Regions from separate parts of the Sus scrofa genome. Here region 1 is linked to region 2. A link is a contact called in public Hi-C data. All regions are on one chromosome and are shown on one strand. Each heading gives the region's core, a stretch centred on a gene start, on an enhancer-like site or on the middle of the called end of the contact. The rest is flanking DNA. Distances are from core to core; before and after follow the strand shown.

The links. Hi-C and Micro-C count contacts between places; a contact is called where the count stands out from the background.
Region 1: a Hi-C map of embryonic fibroblasts shows a contact between it and region 2, with 2.3 times the contacts expected there. The contact joins the promoter of RAP2A here to the promoter of MBNL2 in region 2. A contact is called at or near these places in 1 of 5 promoter capture datasets (liver), 6 of 47 Hi-C or Micro-C datasets (brain, embryonic fibroblasts, heart right ventricle and 2 more) and 2 of 2 datasets of contacts at active chromatin or transcription factors (alveolar macrophages and skeletal muscle).

The regions. Positions count from the first base shown.
Region 1 is chr11:66,677,411-66,680,779 of Sscrofa11.1, reverse strand. RAP2A (ras-related protein Rap-2a) reads right to left here and starts at 1,618. Exons shown (of 2, transcript XM_021065816.1): 1 at 1,209-1,618. The coding sequence starts at 1,522. LOC110255848 (a long non-coding RNA gene) reads left to right here and starts at 2,949. Exons shown (of 3, transcript XR_002336730.1): 1 at 2,949-3,182.
Region 2 is chr11:66,480,578-66,483,993 of Sscrofa11.1, reverse strand. MBNL2 (muscleblind-like protein 2) reads right to left here and starts at 2,071. Exons shown (of 10, transcript XM_021065800.1): 1 at 1,103-2,071.

The sequences.
Region 1 (3,369 bases), core at 369-2,868, 200 kb before region 2:
TAATGAATTTTTGAGCAAAGCTTGCGTGCACCTGACTTGGTATTTGCTCTTTCAAAATGAGTAGACTCAAACTGACTAAAAATGAGATTATGTCTATGATAACACTTATAACTAGCTTTTGCAACTGTCTACAAATTTAGGGTTACTGGTACAACTGGGAAAGAAAAGCAAAATTATGCTGAATCAAAATTATTGGCAATTATTAACTAATAGTAAGAATCAGACAAAACAGTAATGTGTAATTAAATGGTAATTAGAAAAATTTGCTAAAACTCTGAACTGAGATACTATTGCATTTTTTGATGCTAGAAATTATAGGAAAAAATATAAAACAAATAGCAGAAGCCATTAGGCTGTTATATTTCCAAAATGCACACTTGCGAAAAGAGTTTGTAACAGGAAAGAGCTTATCTGCTTTAACTTTAAATTAGCTAATATTTGAGTCACACCTTTGAAGAAACTCATTCTATTTTTAAGAATGCCTCTTTTTTTCCCTTTCTTTTTGTTTCTGAGGGGTAAAGTGGCTAGATTAAAAAAAAAAAGTTAAGCCACATTCTTTAATGTGATAGTACATTCGCGCTCCTACATACTAATACTCTCTCAATCCCACAGAGCCAGGTCTGCAAATAATTTGATAACCTGTCTCTAAAGTTTCATCTTAAGTGAAGAGTTCATTTTTGTAAAACGCCTTGCCACCATTCAATCTTCTATGAAATGAGAAAGATCTCTTTCCATTGGACTTGACATTTTTACCACATTTGTGTAAGCAATTTTTGCTGTCAAATGCTGCAAAGGGAGGTTTTTTGTTGTTCCGTCTGAAAATGTCTCCGCTATACTTGCACAGCTGCCTCCTCCCAGCAGAAACCTACCCGCCCCTCTCCCCCCACTGCAAGTTTTAAACTTTGTTTCCTTTGGGGTTCTGCACAACCGCTACTAATAATATCCAAGAGACAAAGAGCTGTGCTGTGGGTTCACCGGATGCCAAATTTGAGTTGTGAAACAAAGCACTCAAATTTGAGATTCAAGATGACGAGGAGGATGCTACCAGCTAAAAATTTAGGATAAAGCCTAAGACCCCAGAGCCACCTGCCTAGACAGCTCCTCCTGCCCACAGCCACCCCAGAGCACGCGGGAGGGAGTTCTGGCCCCGGGACAGGGGCTGCCGGCCGCACCGCGAAGCCCCTTGCCCGCGCCCCCGGCCCTCTCACCGCTTCACTCGGATGATCTGGTCCCGCATGGGCTTGATGTCCTGGAAGCTCTGCTGGTTGACGAGGCTATAGACGAGGATGAAGCCCTGGCCGTTCTTGATGTACAGGTCCCGCATGGACGCGAACTGCTCGGTGCCCGCCGTGTCCAGGATCTCCAGCACCGACGGCGACGAGTCCACCTCGATCTCCTTGCGGTAGAAGTCCTCGATGGTGGGGTCGTATTTCTCGATGAAGGTGCCGGTCACGAACTGCACGGTCAGGGCGGATTTGCCGACCCCGCCCGAGCCCAGCACCACCACTTTGTACTCGCGCATCGTCCCTCCGCGGCCGCCGCCGCCGCCGCTGCCCGCGACATAGACCTACGCCCGCCGCGCTGCGCCCCCCAACCCTGCGCCGGCGGCCGGCCCCGCCGCGTCCCGCGGCTGCCCCCACCTCACGGCCGCCGCGGCCCCCCGGGCGCCGGCGGAGGGAGCAGCAGCCCTGGGCATGGGCCGAGCCGGCGGCAATGCGGCCCCGCGGGCGCCGGCAGGCACTGAGGGCGAGCAGGGAGTGGGAGCCAGGGAGCCGCCGGAGCCGCCCGAAACGCGGGCCTGCAGTGCCGCCCGCCCCGCCCCTCGCGCCTCCACGCCCAGCTCCCCGCCCGCCGCCGCCGCCGCCGCCGCCGCTCCCCTCGGCGCCGGAGCGCGCGCCCGAGCCCCAGCCGCAGCGCTGCTGGGGGCGGGGCCCGGCGGCCCGGGGCGGGACCCGGTGGCGCAGCCCCGCCCTTGCTCCCCCGTCGCCTAGGCGACCGGCCTCGCGCGCTCCCGGGAGGCTCTGCGCCGTGCGGAAGCCTCGGCCCGCGCTTAGATAAACAACCACCTGGGCCACCCAACAACACCCCACCCCGCAAGCCGCGTCGAACCCTGCGGATCCTGCGTACTGAGCACGCGCGGTTCTTCTGCCCGCGACGGGAACCGCTTCGGCCTGAGCACGCCAAGTTCAGAATTTGGCAGAGACGCGATGTTGGCGGGGCCAGAGCAGTCTCTAGGTTTTAACTTGAGGCGGGGAGTGACAAGAAGACACCGGCAAGGTCCAAAAGGAGGCCTTGGCAGGAGGGCCTTGCTAGACACCACCCAGCCTGTGAGCTTTGGTTTTGTCCTGTATAAACATAACGAAAAAAGGCTTTGTTTAAAGGACGAGCATAAAACCGAAGTGAAGCTTTGTTTTAAGCGTCAAGACACAGAGGGAAAAGTGACAGGCCCTCATCCTGCCCACTGCCAGAGGCGGCAAAGGCCAGCGACCATGCGGAAGCCGGGCCCACGCCCGGTGACGTCGCCGGGAGTCCCGCCCACCTCCCCCCAGCCCCGCCTTTCTTCAGCGTCTGCTGGAAGTCGAGCTCTTCCCACGCCCTGTCAGCTACGGGCGCTTGGAAAACTGGGAGAGCGAAGCCCCAGGCGCAGCCAGAAGGCCTGGGGACAGCTCATAGCAACAGCCAGCCGGGGCACCTAGTAGGAAGCTGGGAGTCGTTCCAGCCAACCAGTGCACGCCTCTGGACCCATGGTACCATTCTCGGCCAATAGAGAGCCACTTCATACCACGTGATGCCCATCCATCAGCCAATGGGGGGAAAGCCTAGTTGCAGGCTCAGCCCTCCCACCTCCCACGCACGCTCTGCCAACCAACCGCAGGTGAGCTGGCGGATGGCGGAGACTTGAGCTGAGCCAACCAGAAATCGCGACTCCCTTGCCCCCAAGGGTGGGTGGAATGGAGACCCGGGGTAGGGCTGGTGGGTTTGGGAGGGGTCAGTGATTGAGGGACAGGTCGTTGCACCCTACGTTGGCAAGGGAACAAGATGTGTTGGAGGCGAGAACCATGGGTTTCGCTTTTAACGTCGTCTCGGTGGCATTCTGCCTAAATGACGGACCCGGAAATAGTGCTGAGTGATGTGGGCTGAATCGTGGGTCAATCGAGAAAACAGGGACTCTTGTCTTGAGGGTGAGAAAATTTCCGGTCATTAAAGAGACATACTGCAGCAGTTGCATGGGTCCTCCATGCGTGGCTCCTAAAACATTTTTAACAACTCCCTTTTAAAACTTACTGTTCTCTCTGTGGCATTAGATCATAATTAAACACTCTCTCCCACCTACAACGTTAAATTTAGGAGAAGTTATATTCCTAAACC
Region 2 (3,416 bases), core at 822-3,321:
TAGGCAAGTCGGATTTTTTTTTTTTTCCTTCTCCGCTTCAGTGCTTGCTAACTATTCTAAAAATGTTACACATTTATTGTAAACATATGCTTCCGAGGCCTAACAAAAAAGCACAGTTTCCTCATGCCTGGCAGAAATTTAAAACGGAAAAGGGCAGAAAGAATTCTTTAACAAATATATCCTTTCCTTCTCTTGGGCCAAGTGTGTTAAAAATAAATCTTTCCCCATCATTTCTCAGTGCTGTTTCTCGGCAAGAAAGTTGATATGGTTCTGCACAGTGAAAACACAGCTTTAAAAGCTAGCCTGCCCTCATTAAATTATTCTGCTGGCTGTGTGTTCTCATTAAAAATGCATAAAGATCAGATAATTGCAGTAAGCATTATTAACCCAGCTTTACTTTTGAATATAATGGTTCCACTTTTAAGCTGGAAACAAAGGCTCAGACGTGCGAGAAAAAGAAATGTAAACATTGAACTACAGTATCGAAAACTTGTCAGCAAGCTACCTCTTGCTGGCTTGTTAATAAAAATGTGCTTTTGAAACTCAATTAAAGCCTTGACATTATAAGACCTAGGTAGGTCCCTAATTCCCAATAAGTAGACATATATATATTTTTTTCCTTTGGCTAACACTCAATCGATGATTATTTACCATGAGTTTTTTTTTTTTTCATTTTCTTAATTACAAGTCTGTTTTCAAATAATGGGATCAACGTTAAACTTTATGCCCGAGCTAACTATGGCAGTCAGAAAATTTTCTAGAACCAGAAAATAAGAACGCTCGCCAGAATTCAAATGCTTTTTGTTGAATAATCAATGGATCTATTCTTTGAAGAAAAAACTCGTTTTCTGCCTCACCCCAAACAGGCGGCACAGATTCACGCTTTGCCATTCCTTTTTCTCAAATCAAAATGTTACGTAAAACTCCAGGGTCCCCCCGCAAGTATTACATTTGAATTAGTGGAATCCGGTTTCCCCGGCTTCCCTAAGCAACACACACGGAATGCAGCATACTGCAGCAAACTCTTTAAACATTCAGGGGGAAAAAAAAAAAAAAAAAAAAACAGAAGAAGAAGAAGGGGGTGGGGGGGTGATTCCCTTACCTTGTTTAGCTCTGCCTCTCCTTTCCCTTTACAGTGACCCCAGGAACATCTGGCAGAATCAGTCGGCCGAGGCTTCTCCGCTGCATCATGAGGAAGAAATTTCCATGTAAATAGTTCTCATTCCCTGTGTATTGTACTCTGAGACCCGTCTGCCGTATCTGGAAAATTTTGCCTTCAGATGATGAAGCAAAGACAGTCTAAACTCTGTTGCTGTAAGCTGCAGCCCTTCCTTCCGACAAACCCCGCCCCGCCGTGGGCAGCCAATCCCCAGCCAGCTCGTCAGCCCTACTCGTCTGAAACTGGCCCTCATAGGATGACTGACACAGCAACACAGCACTTGCAGTGTGTGAAAACAGTGCATCCATACTGATGAAAGAGGAATTTCCCTCTCAGAAGAAAGCAGTCAGGGCACCAAGACAAAGTGGCACATAATTGGCAGAGCAGAGAGAGGGGCAGCTCCAGAGAACAGCCTTGAAGACAGCCAGGGCTTGCGGCTGCCCTGGAAATACTTTGGGAAAGGCAGAACTCCGCAGGATCCAAAGAAATCCGGGTTGTGCTGGAAACTGAAGTCATTATCCCATTGGACAAAGCATATATTTTTTTCCGAAAGGAGAAACAATTCGGTGCCTGCCGTGGAAATCCATACACCTTCCGTTAGTGAGGAAGAACGCGTTGGCCCAAGTGCCTATTCGAAGTCAAAACATGCCCTTATCCGTTGCACAGTTTTCCTCTAGGACATCTGTTACTGCAGCCCGTATATCTTTCGTCCAAGTTTTCAGACTCCCGGGGCCTTCAATTAGGGAATTCTGAACAATAAAATGGATATCGATACTTGAGCCTTTTGTGCTCTTGGCAGGCTTCTCTGAGAGGATAAGGTGTGCCTTAACCTGACCCTAAGATTCTTAGGTACCACTTGAGAAATACTGTGCACTGGTCCACATTGTCCTTAAGGAAGCGACGATTACGGCAAGATGTTTACTGCTGAGCACGCATGACACGTGATCCAAGGGGCGCCATCAGGTGTGGCTCCACAAAGGATGCTTTGAAGGTGCTGAAGTTCCCTGAGATACAGCAGGAGCACAGAAATGCAAAGGTTACTAAGGGTTATTTATTTTTTCCCAGTCAACTGTACTCTATTTTGAAAAAAAAAAATGGCATTTAGAAAACACAAAACACATATGCTTTCCTTCCACTAAACACAACATTTTGAATTTAAAAAATTATCTCATGGTACCTGGCTAGACCAAGGCACGAACAAAGCCCTGAAAGGTTGAACCCACACCCTATTGTTTATAAGCAACTGTCCAGTGCACCTGTAATGAAGTAACCGTTGGTGTGGGATTCATGATTTCCTTTGATTTTGCCAATTGCTATTTATTTATATTATAGTTGATTTACAGTGTTGTGTTAGTTTCAGTGAAAGCAAAAGGATTCAGTTATACATATATATATCCATCTATACTTTTTCAGATTTTTTGCCTTATAGGTTATTATGTAACATTGAGTATAGTTCCCTGCCAAATTGCATTTTTTTTTCTTCTTCTTCTTCTTTTTTTTTTTTTTTTTTGGCTTCTTAGGGCCACACCTGCAGCATATGCAGGTTCCCAGGCTAGGGTCGAATAGGAGCTACAGCTGCTGGCCTGCACCATAGCCACAGCAACACAGGATCTGAGCTGCGTCTGCGACCTACACCACAGCTCACGACAACGCCAGATCCTCAACCCACTGAGCAAGGCCAGGGATCGAACCCGCAACCTCATGGTTCCTAGTCGGATTCGTTAACCACTGCACCACGACAGGAACTCCACAAATGCATTTTAAAATCACAATGTTTCATATGATTTGGAGGGTATTTCTCCAATAGAATACCATACTTCATTCCTCCCAAATCTTATAATGCTCTTTTCATCCCAATGTAAATCCATCACATGTATAACTGGCAGGCTTTCATCTACCATAATTTTTCTGGAAATTTAAACGATCTCCATGCTGGAACTGGTAAAAATTATTTTTAAATATTCTTTCTATTACCCTGCATGTAAGTAGGATATCACAGGTTTATGAATATCCTCTTCCTGATCCCCCCTCTGATGCTGACTTTGAAACTACCTTTCCCTTAAATTTCAGTCCTGAAATTTTAGTCTTCTTTGACTCATTTTTCTATTTTCATTCAGTGAAACTAGATCTGGTTGAATATTTTTTCCTTCTAGCTAGTTACAACTCTGACCTATTGCCCAGCTAATACAAATGCTAATAAGCTACCTTCTGGGACTCAAGCCTCCCCACGCTCAAGCTCCCCTGTTGCTAGACAGGT